Regions from separate parts of the Sus scrofa genome. Here region 2 is linked to region 1. A link is a contact called in public Hi-C data. All regions are on one chromosome and are shown on one strand. Each heading gives the region's core, a stretch centred on a gene start, on an enhancer-like site or on the middle of the called end of the contact. The rest is flanking DNA. Distances are from core to core; before and after follow the strand shown. Region 1 overlaps SLC16A12 (monocarboxylate transporter 12). Region 2 overlaps KIF20B (kinesin-like protein KIF20B).

Evidence for each region. A called contact is a pair of places that touch in the nucleus more often than the background predicts.
Region 2: a contact with region 1 is called in a Hi-C map of embryonic fibroblasts, with 2.3 times the contacts expected there. The contact joins two enhancer-like sites. A contact is called at or near these places in 2 of 47 Hi-C or Micro-C datasets (embryonic fibroblasts and epiblast stem cells).

Annotation. Positions count from the first base shown.
Region 1 is chr14:101,270,234-101,276,718 of Sscrofa11.1, reverse strand. It overlaps SLC16A12 (monocarboxylate transporter 12), which reads left to right. Exons shown (of 7, transcript XM_013983535.2): 7 at 1-2,727. Among named protein-coding and RNA genes, the nearest start is that of IFIT1, 36 kb to the right of the region's middle. Within about 2 kb of position 3,343, at least 9 of the 83 cell types and tissues checked have an H3K27ac peak or open chromatin away from gene starts, as enhancers often do. A contact at or near this core is called in embryonic fibroblasts, where this site is marked.
Region 2 is chr14:101,581,828-101,588,312 of Sscrofa11.1, reverse strand. KIF20B (kinesin-like protein KIF20B) reads right to left here. Exons shown (of 32, transcript XM_021072622.1): 27 at 5,690-5,800; 28 at 2,953-3,150. Among named protein-coding and RNA genes, the nearest start is that of KIF20B, 72 kb to the right of the region's middle. Within about 2 kb of position 2,317, at least 3 of the 83 cell types and tissues checked have an H3K27ac peak or open chromatin away from gene starts, as enhancers often do. A contact at or near this core is called in embryonic fibroblasts, where this site is marked.

The DNA.
Region 1 (6,485 bases), core at 2,094-4,593:
GCACACCTTGGAGAATGTTGTTAGGACAAGGCTGATATAATTAGCTGTAAATAGGGGTAATTTCAAGGTATGATTCAAACAAATGACACAGGGAGCAGCTTTGTCTCAAACTCTGTTCCCCTCCATCTTCCTTCCTCACTTAGAAGATAAAGAGAAACACTGACATGTAGGGTTTTTTTTAATGCTGTTTGGAGAAGGGGGTCCTGTATTAATCATTGCCTTTTGAAGAATCTAAAGTATTCTTCAATAACCCTGTTTAAAATCCTAATGAAAAACTTCACTAGAAGAAAGGTTTGGCATCCTGGCTTTCCACCACCACCAAAATCTCTTTTCCTAAGACTGAGGCACTTCCACCTGACCAGGCGTCCACCTCTGAGGCTATCACATATAATACTGACTCGAAATTTAGCAGAACACACCAAGACACAAGGGCAATTTCTAAATCTTATCAGTAATGTTAACACTAACACTTCCCCATTTTTCTTTTTTTTTTGTCTTTTTGCTATTTCTTTGGGCCGCTCCCGCAGCATATGGAGGTTCCCAGGCTAGGGGTCAAATCGGAGCTGTAGCCACTGGCCTACGCCAGAGCCACAGCAACGCGGGATCCGAGCCGCGTCTGCAACCTACAGCTCACGGCAACGCTGGATTGTTAACCCACTGAGCAAGGGCAGGGACCGAACCCGCAACCTCATGGTTCCTAGTCGGATTCGTTAACCACTGCGCCACGACGGGAACTCCTACTTCCCCTTTTTTTTTCCTTTTAGAAATAAAGGATTTCTTTAAACTTTAGACAATTCTTGTTAGGAATGGGAAAATGTTGGCAGCATTCCAACTGGGCAGGAATTGAATTCTTGAATCAGCGGGTCTCTGGTGAGAGTTTTCTTTTCAGATCATTTGGGTTCATCATTACCCAAAAGAGGACTTAGGAGTTTTGCCTGAAAAATATTATTCTAGAGAGATTCTGAAGGCGAGATTCCTTTCTCCCTAGGCTGATATTCGTTCCAATGTCCATTGCTCCTTATCACTCTACAGATAATCCTTAGAAACTTGGACCTTTTCAGCTGAATGAGGAGGCTCAGGGGTTAACCCCAGCATCATAACACTTTCACAAATTACAGCTGTGATCAGCGAGAGGAAGGACAAAGTTAAGACTGTTAGTGGAAGGATGTTCCACAGTTTATAGAGCTCTTCCACATACATACCCTAACTCATTGGATTGGAATAGTTTACTCATTCCGAAGTACTCCACTTTCCTGTGGTTAGGGATAAAGTCTTCAGATTGAAGAGGGAGGGCTTGGGGAGAAGAGAAAGTCTTGGTCCCCTGCCTGTCTCCAACCATTTAAAATCCTCTAAATTATAACACTGAATCCCAAGTCATGTTGAACTTGTAAATAGGGACAAGTCATACAGTTGAAAGGGGATTTCCTTTTAGGGCTGTACCCACGGCATATGGAGGTTCCCAGGGTAGGGGTCAAATTGGAGCTGCAGCTGCCAGCCTACACCACAGCCAGAGCAATGGAGGATCCAAGCCACGTCTGCTACCTACACCACAGCTCATGGCAGCACCAGATCCTTAACCCACTGAGTGAGGCCAGGGATCGAACCCACCTCCTCATGCATTACTAGTCGGATTGTTTCTGCTATGCCACCACAGGAACTCCTAAAGGGGATTTTAATTGTTCAAAAATTTAAATCTGAACCTCAAGGAAGTATTTTTGACTCTGAAAAGCCAGGGGAGTCCTCACAAATGCCCTGCCAGGGGTCCCGAGAGGAAAAACGCAGCTATGGGGAAGATGCTGGCTTGACTCGGCAAGTTCAGCAAGAGTCTTGGCCTAAAACTGGATTATTTCAAAAAGTTACATATTAATGCATTGTTTTCGGAATGAAATGCTAACTTAATTTGGTGGCAGAAAACTAATATTTCATAGGTGTTTTCCAAAAAAAAGAAATTTGAATGTTTCCTGTTATCTTTATACTTCTTTTGAGAATTTAGTGTGAAACCACTTACTTTGTCATTTGCAATTTAAAAACAATGTTTGAGAAAATCTGTATAAAGCCAAAGTTAAAATGAAGTTATATGTTTTGGGAATAGCACTTTACAGTAAATGTCACTTCTTGAATCTTCAAACCTAAATATTTTTTGAAATAGAAATACAGCTATTCTTCTACATTTTTTTTTCCTAGTGATGATCATAGTAAAATTTTATCTGGTTCCGCAATGTGATTTCTTTAAAGTATTATAAGTATTCATGAAAAATGAGCAGAGAGATCAGAGCTTTTAAAAATTTGTATAAAATATTTGGGATATTCTGACTTTATACATGCATACCTTTGTATTTTACTTTTCTTTGGGGAGCGGCATTTTTCAAAAACCAGTAAGGAAAATGTAGATCTTGGAGATTACCCTTGCTATCTAAATGGAATTTTACTGTTAACTTCCAGGTGCCTATACTGTTTATTTCAAAATGCAGAGATTCCTGGGAATGATGTGTTTTGTGGAATCAAGAGCAAAATTGTGGTGGGATGATTCTGCATCTTAAATTTTTCTTTGTATCACTGCAAGCTCTATTTTGAAATTGAGTAGAAAAGCAAAAGAAATAGGTAACTTCCGTAGATCCACTGTACCATTTGGCCTTTTTTTCAGATTGTGATTTCACTAATAGAGCAGATATTTATGATAATATTTTCTTATTTCAAAAGCATAATAAAATGAGTTTATAACTGTGTTTGGAACTGCTCAAAGGGGACCCTTTCTTGCTGTGAGCTTCCTCCGGTGTTGGCACTGCAAGCTAAAACTCTGCCTTCTTCTCTCCCAGCCCCCCTTGTGATCTCTCTACCTGAAGTTTAAGGAGATGCCAAATATGTGAGAAGTGCTGCTGAATTCTGGAAGAGAGTGATCACTATTACTCATCATTACTCTTAATTATTTAAATGTCAGTGGCCTCTTTGAGGGGTCTGGGATCTAGGGTTGGCCTAAAATTAAGTACAAGGCACTCTGTTTCTGAGAAGTTAATGCATGCCCCACTTAAGATTTGTATTGACATTAAAAGGTCCTGCTCTATCCATTTGCCAGGTCATTTTGCATATGTTGATCCCTTGGACAACCCTTCATCTTTTGGACCACAGTTTAAATGTCACTTCCCTGGAGAGTCCATCCTTAACCATTGCCTCTAGCTAAATGACCTGCCCCATCATCACCACCTTCTTGACTCGTTCCCATAGCCACCCTTATCTTTTCCTTCAAAGAACATATTTTACATATTACATGTTCATTTATGTGTTTATTTTTAAATGTCATCTCTTCCCCCCAAACCACAAGCTTTCTGAGGATAGGGATCGTTCTGACTGACCACTGAGTCCGGTGCCTGATAGGTATTCACTCAATAAATATGTGGAGAATGAAAGAATGAAGACAAACAAATGAACAAATGAAAAGAATGACCGCAGAAACTGCTAAGGAGAACTGTAATGCAGCAAGAATGGGGCTGACTGAGGTCAGATTTGCTTGAAATTGCTCTTGAACCCAGCATGCATAGAGTATGTTAGATATTCCCAAATTCAGCTTAAATGGGTCACAATTTAAGTTATTTATGAGGAGTGTTCCATAAGAAGCTGGAGCTCCAGAGTACTGAGTATCACAGGGCAGGTTTGGGAAAGAGAATACAGGTGGCAAAGAGTTGGTAGAAATATATTAATTAATCAAAACTTTTGACTGAGGCCTGAATAAAAAATGATACAACTGTGTCGAACTCAGATAGGCTTAGTTAAATAGCTCTCTTGTGCTCAGATTGAGTGGGAGGCCCAGGCCTGAGACACTGCCCATGCAAGGGAGCTCTGGAAAATTCAGAAAATGTGGAGCACGTGAGCCTCATGTGTGAAAAGATGGGGTTTTGGTTACAGGGACCACACAAGCTGCTTTTTTTTTTTTTTTTTTTTTTTTTTTTTTTTACTTTACACCAAAATCCTGTGCCAGGGTTTGGCTAGGAGCAGAAGTCCCTATCTAGAGTCTAGCCCAGACCTGTGGCAGGCCTCATAGGGCATTACTGAAAATCACGCCACATGCTGGCAGACATTTTTAAGAGTTGGTGAGAGGAGTTAATCAACCAATAACTTTTTATCTAGCACCACCTTGTAATCTGGTGCCACGTTATATATGGTGGGAAATTCAGAATACGCATACCAGGATCTCAAGTGTACTGCCTAATTGGTAAATTGAAACTAACACAGATGGGAACAATCCCAGGCTGTTTTTAAATGCTGACTCGAGGCTAAGGGCACTGCAGCCTCTGGGGGTTAGGAGAGGAAGAATTCATGATGGACTGGAGAAATGTGTGAGATGGTTCCCAGGAACCCAGGTATGGATTTGAAGGGGTTGGGATCAGCCTCTACTTTTTTCAGGGGAAGATGCCCGGGAGTAAGGGAGAAGGCTGTGGGGCAGATGTTTTATGTGGCGACCTGGGATTCCAGCAGATACTTAAGGCTGATGCCAAACCAGACACAGGCTGACCCTAATAATTGTTCTGGCTAGGGCATGCAGAGGGTGTCTGGGACTTTTGGGACTGCTGGGACTTGGGTTTGTGTTTGGCTTCTCTTAAATAAAAACAGGGATTTTTTAAGGCATTGGGTTATACTTTAATAATTATCTCTCAACTTGGAGTTCCTATTATGGCTCAGTGGGTTATGAACCCGAGTAGGATCCATGAGGATGTGGGTTCTATCCCTGGCCTCACTCAGTGGGTTAAGGATCCTGTGTTGCTGTGAGCTGTGGTGTAAGTGGCAGACACAGCTTGGATCCTGCTTTGCTGTGGCATAGGCCAGCACCTGCAGCTCTAATTCAACCCCTAGCCTGGGAACTTCGATATGCCGCAGGTGTGGCCCTAAAAAGACAAAAAAATTATCTCTTAACTCTAAAAAGGAATCATTTGTAAGTTTTCTCTTCTTAAAGGGTTCAGAGATTCAGGAAAGTTGGGGGTTTGGTTTTTTTTTCTTGCTTTTTTTTGAACTGTATGTTAGGCAACATTGCCATCTGCTGGAACTAGTGAGACTAACTCCCAAAAGTTGGTGATGCCTCTAATTCCAGTTTAGTTGAGCAAGGCCAGCTTTAGACCAAACATTAAAGTTTGTCATTTCCTTCTTTTCTCTCCCCCAATTCCTAGTCATTACCCATCCCACAGTTATCTTCTTCCTCTTGCAAGTAAAATAAAGATGCAGGGATAAAGATGCTGTGTTGTATTTTTTCAGTATTTTGATGGCCTAGGTCACTTCTCTGTGACCTAGGCCATCAAAATAAATGATTATTTTAATTGACTTGACTAGGAATAGCCATAGGTAAAATTTAACATGAAAAAAAGATTTTTGAGCTCTCTGCTTTTCCTTGGGAACCTAGATTGCCGTCCTGGGTCCTATTCTTGGTCCCCCTCTAATGTGTTAGTTGCTTTGCTATGGGTTGAGAAAGGATTAACTTAAACATGTGAGACAAAATCTCAAACACATATCAAAAGTCAGGTTTTCAGAAGTGTTGAAACCAAATGATATAGAGGAATGAATGCATTCTGTGTAATTTGGAGACTTAAAACATCATGCTTATTATACTGAATAAAAATTATGACAGATTTAGCAATTGGATTTACTTTAAATGTGTAATTCCTATAAAATTGTGAGGCGGTATTTATTTGTAACAATTGCCTTCAAAGGAGAGTGTATCTTGTTAAAACGAAAGGCTCTTTTGTTGAACTAAGCAACTTGATGAATTTGGCTATGTGTAACTGAGACTGTAGCTGTATGTGAGGATAAAAGAGAACTAAATTACTCTGTTTAAAGAGCATGGGAAAAAAAAAAAAGAAAAAGAAAACGGTAGAAGTCCCTATTGTGGCTCAGTGGGCTAAGTACCTGAGTAGTATCCATGAGGATGTGGGTTTGATCCCTGGCCTTGCTCACCAGGTTAAGGATCTAGCATTGCGGTGAGCTGTGGTATAGATTGCAGACACAGCTTGGATCTGGCCCTGCTGTGGCTGTGGCATAGGCCGGCAGCTGCAGCTCAGATTCGACCCCTAGCCTGGAAACTTCCATATGCCAAAAGTGAAGCCATAAAAAGCAAAAATACAAATACAAGAAAGCAAACAAACAAAAAAAAACCTTGGTAGAATTGGTTCTTAATTTCAGAAGAGTAGAGGTAGGGAAGGAAATAAGGCCCAAAATCATGGCAAGAGGAAGGAATATCAATAAACGGTTGAGGGTATTTCCTCCTTTTCTTTTTTTCTCTATTTACCTCAATCTCTCTCTTTTTTTCTCTTTCTTTCTCTCTCCTCATCACCTCTCCCTCATTCCTTCTAGACTTTCTCCCTCTCTCTTTAAAAAATAAGTGATTATTTAGGATTAATTTTTTTCTTTTTTGGCCACCTGCAGCATATGGAGTTCCTGGACCAGAGACTAGATCCCACCCACAGTTGTGACCTACGCCGCAGCTATGACAACGCTGGATCCTT
Region 2 (6,485 bases), core at 1,068-3,567, 310 kb before region 1:
AAAAAAAAACCAAAAAAGTGTTTCTTAACTGGGGGCAATTCTGACTCCAGAGGACATTGGCAAATGTCTGGAGATACTTTTGGTTGTCATTGCTGAGGATAAGGAGCAGGCTTCTCAGTAACTAGTAGGTAGAGGCCAGAAATACTGCTAAAAAACCTACAATATAACAGGATAGTAGTCTCTAACACAAAGAAATGTCTGGCCCCAAAATGTCCACTGCGCTGAAGTTAAGAAAGCCTGACCAATGGTGGTATTTTTTTCCCGACTTCACTGAGATACTATTGATACATAATATATGCAAGTTTAAGTGCACAGGATGATCATTTAAGATGTTTTTACTGTAAAATGACTGAAGTTATGAATTTTTCGCACACATCATAATAAAATTATATTAGCTAAATAAAAAACAGTGGAAAGATAACATCTTTTATTTAAATCCCAGTCTTTAAAATTTAGCACAATTTATCTACTCTTTCCCCAACTTCCACATCATGCTGTGCATTACCTCTAATTGATATTTAGCAACACTGAAAACAAAAACAATCAAAAATCTTCATCACAAGCACAGACAAAATGTTAAAGAAACGTATTCATCTTCCCTACTAAATAGGCATGACATCATACTCTCTTCTCCACATATCCCTACTTAAGACAAAGTCTTCTGTAATATATTAACTGCACTGAACTTATGCAAATCCTAGTTGTACTAAAGATTATAAGCATAAAAGGGGAAAAAAAAAGCAAGAAGAGAAGCATTGAGACCATGACTGAACCGTAAAGGTCAAATTACAAGGTTATAAGGATTATAAGCAGCAGCTTTCCTGAAAGGAGAAAGACAGATGGGAAACAGAGGGAAGCAAAGGAAAAAAGATTATAACTCTATCATACTTGTGTTCATAAAGAACTCTTTGGAGTTTTCAACAGATTAGAATACAGCATCATATAAATGATTTTCCTAAGGACTTTACAACACTCAGTTTATTACAGTAATAAAGAGCTAGCAAAATCAGTTAAAACTGTTAAGTTTCTACATGATTTATCTACAACAATCTGTTATCTATTCTGAAATGGGGAGTATAAACCAACAGTAAAATGAACAAAATAATTGTATCTTAACCCTCTGAGTACACCAATTTTTCCTTTTCCCTTGAAAAAGATAAGTCAAGAAAAGGTCAACACAGGGTTAGTTAGATGATGATGAAATTAAACTACTTACTATATAGTTGATCCTTGAACAACACAAGTTTGAAATGTGTGAGTCCATTTATCCACTGATTTTTTTCAATACTAAATAAATACCACATAACTACATGATCTGCAACTGGCTAGATCCACAGATGGGGAGCCTCACATACAGAGGGCTGAATTTCATTTACACAAGATTGTCACTGCATAGTAGCTGGCACCTAGCCCTCATGCTGTTCAAGGGTCAAGTGTATCTTAATGGTATCTAAAATGTACTAAGTGTAAACTAAACACATTTAGAATAAAAGTTAATTAAGGCTCTCCAAAACAATCTCTAAAGGTGTTCTACATGTAGCAGGGAATATGCTAAATAATATTCATTCAGCAAATGTATTACCTGACAAAGAGCCTGAGGAGTATGGTTAATGCTATTTCTGCTCTTCCACCAGCTTGAAAATATACTATTCTTTAAAGGAGTGAAAAAAATAAGTTGGAGAAAAAGTTATTGTGCTAGAGATTTATAATTATAGTTTTAAACTTAAAATAATTTCTTTTAAAATAAATAATGCCACTTATTATGTATCTACCACATGTGAAGCAAAAGCAAAGCATTTAAAATGTATTAGATCTAATTCTTTATTCCCAAAAGGAGGAAAATGAGGATCTAAATTTATGTGACTTGCCAAACCTGCATGGCTAGGATATGACAGAAAGTTTGGTAACCCCACAATCAGAAAGCTGCAGTAGGAAGAAGCAAATCAGTTTTAGCTTGTCACTAAATAGTGACCCAGATTTTAATACTGGCTCACAGAAAAAGAATTTCTCTTCCAAAACCTTCTCTGACCATAGAGACAAAAGTTTTTCATTAAATGACAAAGATTATATCCATGCAAGTAAGCCATTTCAGTTTCTCTTATTTATTTCCCTCCTCTTCACGTTCCTCTCTTCTCTGTTTTTTTTTTTTTTTTTTTGCCACATTCTTGGCATATGGAAATTCCTGAGCCAGGGACGGACTCCAAGCCACAGCTGCAACAACACCAGATCCTTTTAATTCACTGCTCCAGGCCAGGGATTACATGCCTCCTCAGCAATCCAGCTGCAGCAATCAGATTCTTAAGCCACTGTGCCACAGCAGGAACTTCTCTAAATTCTTTACCAACCTTCTCTTACATTAAAAGGAAAGTGACTAAGTCTGAATAGGACTGTTATCTTGAAATAGTTCTCTAATATGATTCACCATCATTTGGCCTATATCATAGCTTCACTGAAACAAGAAATAAATTATATATTTTTAAATCCATAAGCTTTTTGTGTGAGGACCACAATAATATTCTTTTTTTTTTTTTTTTAATCTTTTTGCCATTTCTCGGGCTGCTCTCGTGACATATGGAGGTTCCCAGGCTAGGGGTCGAATCGGAGCTGTAGCCACCGGCCTACGCCAGAGCCACAGCAACGCGGGATCCGAGCTGCGTCTGCAACCTACACCACAGCTCACGGCAACGCCAGATCCTTAACCCACTGAGCAAGGCCAGGGATCGAACCCTCAACCTCATGGTTCCTAGTCGGATTCGTTAACCACTGCGCCACAACAGGAACTCCCCACAATAATATTCTTAAAGTATATTAAATATACAATAAATCATGATTTTGGTCTCTAATAGCAGTGCATATGAACAGGAGGGCAATGTAACAGAGTTTATATATTACAACTAAGCTTAATAATAATAATGTTTGTTTGTTGAATCCACTTAATATTTGAGTATTTACCTCCTCCATCTCATTACTCTTCCTCTTCCGGGCCTTGGGAATCTTAACCGTCACGGGTGTGGTACAACCCGGGTGTTTCACGGCCATTTTGTTTGGCTGTAAAGGTGTAAACTGAATCTCTAACTCAGGCTTTGGAAATCGACTAGTTCGGTTATTTTCTGTTGACACTTCACAAGAGTCAAGGACTACAGATCCATCCTACAACAGAATTCAAAAGGAAAACAAACCTTATTTGCAGAACATGAATTTCTAAATTGCCAAAAATTCTCTCAGGAGCCTATTAAAGACAATGAGTTGGAAAAGATTAAGTTTGCTGGGTCAAATTCATCACAGCAAAGACAGAAAGACTGAGATATCTATCTTCTCCAGGTTTATACATGGTATGTTAAAACTGAGAGAAACTTTAGAGATCAGTATTTCCCAAACTTGCACCATCATAGGAATTAATCTAGACAAACTGTTTAAAAGATTACAAACCTACTAAATCAGAAATCTCAAAGGAGAGAAGCTAGGATTTTTAATGAGAACCTAGTTATGCTAAACTAACGTTTGATGCAAATTCTTTTTTTTGTAATGGCCATCATCCGTGGCATAAGGAAGTTCCTGGGCCAGGGATTGAATCTGAGCCACAGCTGTGGCCTGAGCCACAGTTATAGTAATGCCAGATCCTTTGACCCAGTACACTAGGCTGGGGATCAAATCCATACCTCCACAGCAACCTGAGCCTCTGCAGTCAGATTCCTAACCCACTGCATCAGAGTGGAGCACTGCAAATTCTTTACTACTCTTCTCATTGAGAGATGAAATCTCATTCCCCTTCCTTGAATATAAGCTGGCCTTAATGCCTTCCAAGTTCAATAGCATGGAGTGGAAGTAACATGACTCTTCTGAAACTTGATTGAAGAAGCCTTGTAGGAATGGCTTGTGTTATTTCCCCAGATTAAAAACGCCCTTCCTCTTCTCATTCTCTACTTGGAAAACTCCTGTTCGCCCTCAGATCCCAGTATGATGTCATCTTCTCTAATCCATGTCCACAAAACCACTCCGGCAAAATTCATTCTTTCTTCCTCAGTCAGTGTTCCTTCTTAGTACTCTCTTAATAACACTTTGTCCGTAGGTCAAACAAGGTAGGCATTAAACAGCTGTCTTACTAGATTTCTTACTCCTTGAGGATGGTGATTGTGACTTTATCCTCAATGCTCAGTAAGATCCCCAACAAAGAAATGTTCCAAATAAATGCAGGTTTCTTTAATTTTTGCTTTTTAGGGCAGTACCCATAGCATATGGAGGTTCCCAGGCTAGGGGTTGAATTGGAGCTACAGCTGCTGGCCTACACCACAGCCACAGCAACATTAGATCCAAGTTGCATCTGCAACCTACACCACAGCTCACAGAAACGCTAGATCCTTTAACCCACTGAGCAGGCCAAAGATTGAACCCGCAACCTCACAGTTTCTAGTCGGATTCGTTTCTGCTGCGCCATGAAGGGAACTCCATAAATGCGTTTTTAAAATAGGTATTTTAAGATTTTATTTTTGAAAAGTGACACAGAATTTTTATCTATTTCATATGCAATCTGAGAAACTCTATGTTATCCAACAGAGTCACAGAACTCCAAGCCCACCACAAATTAAGGAAATTCATTATGAGTTATTGGAATTTGGTGATAGTTATTTTTATTTTTTTTATAAATTCATTTGTACCATTTTTTTGGATTCCACATATATGTGATTTAATACGATGTTCTTCTTTGTCTGACTTACTTCTCTTAGTACCTACTTAATTTTTTTGGCTGAACCCACAGCATGTTCCTGGGCCAGAGATCAAACCCACACCACAGCAGCAACCCAAGCCAGAGCAGTGACAATGCAAGATCCTTAACCAGTTGTGCAATAAGGGAGCTGGTGACAAAGTTATTAAAAGGGTAAAATTTCCAAAAAAAAAAAAAAAAATACTATTTACTAGAATGCTTACTAAAGGGACCACTTATGAGAGAAAATAGTCAACACATATTTACCTTTTGTGGATTTTTTTTTTTTTTTTTTGGTTTTTTAGGGCCACATTTGCAGCATGTGAAGGTTCCCGGGTTAGGGGTCAAATCTGAGCTGTAGCTGCCAGCCTGCGCCAGAGCCACAGCAACACCAGATCCCAGCTGCATCTGTGACCTACACCACAGCTAATGGCAACACCAGATCCTTAACCCACTGAGCAAGGCCAGGGAGCAAACCTACATCCTGATGGATCCTAGTCAAATTCGTTTCTGCCGCACCATGATGGGAACTCCAGGATTTCCTATTTCTGATGATCATTTTTTTTTTTTTTCAGGTTTGAGAGTTTAATATACCTTTGGGTTTACACAGTGCAACAGGGGTGGAGACAGGGTACAGAGGGCTCCTGGGCTGCTTCCCAGCAGAAGAGGGAGGTGTTGCTGGCTGCCACACCTGCCATGTGCTCCTGGTGTGGGTGATCAAATTTGCTTTATTAAAAAACCTGTTGTTTAAGATCAGTATCATTTTGAGAGGAGATTAATATCATTTGGGGATCAAAATTCCTCAAAAGAACTGCATCTCCCTTCAAAAACTTTTAGTTTTCCTTCCCAAAGCCAATAGCAAACACATGTAATTGTATAGCAAGGCATCTATAACAACCGATTAAATTGTACTTGCAAGTGTTATTTAATAATTAATGGTCACTGATAAAGAGGGATAAAAAGTGGACTGTGTTATCAAATACCCACCTCTACTTCATTCCTGGAAATTTCCAAACTTGTTGATTGAGGTTCAGTTTCAACCTTGCCAGGATCCACTGAACTCATAGGTCTGGGCTGGACATCCATGGTTTGTTTTTCCTAAAGTAGGGAAACATTAGAGCAATAAACCACTGTAACTGAAAATGCATTAAAGTACTTCACCTAAAGAATATAAAATCAAGATTTTGGTGGATTAAATAGTGGAAGTAATAAGACTTCGTCAATGACCAACTCTCCTTCCTCCTCTCTTTCATCCTCAGAGACTTAGGAAAGGCTGGGTAACTTCCAAGCCTCTTCTGAGTCTGATCTAAAGCGAAATTTGAAAGATTATTTTCAACTTTAAGGTCTTTTACACATATTCTCTCATGTTACTTTCTCTGCAATTCTGAGTTAGATTTGGCAAGAATCATCATTTCTACTTTTCAGATGAGGAAAGAGAGACGTAGAGATGTTAAATGACATGACCCTGGTCTGTACTGAGTTAGACTTTGAACCCCTAAAATCACTTTGATAACACAATTTTGAAAAATTAGAGGCGTCTTAGGAATGTAACTATATCATTAGAACAGAAACAACCATACTGATAACTAGACCTTCTCCTGCAGCACCCTCTTCATCCCACTTAATCAGTCATAGGGTATGTTCTATTCCTAAACCCTACTTGAGGGATCCAAAAAGAAATATCAGATTACATTCTTAAACTTATTAAATTCCAACATGGACCTTATCATTACCATCAAAATCAAAAGTCAAATGCATCTCTTATGTTACCTACCCATAACTG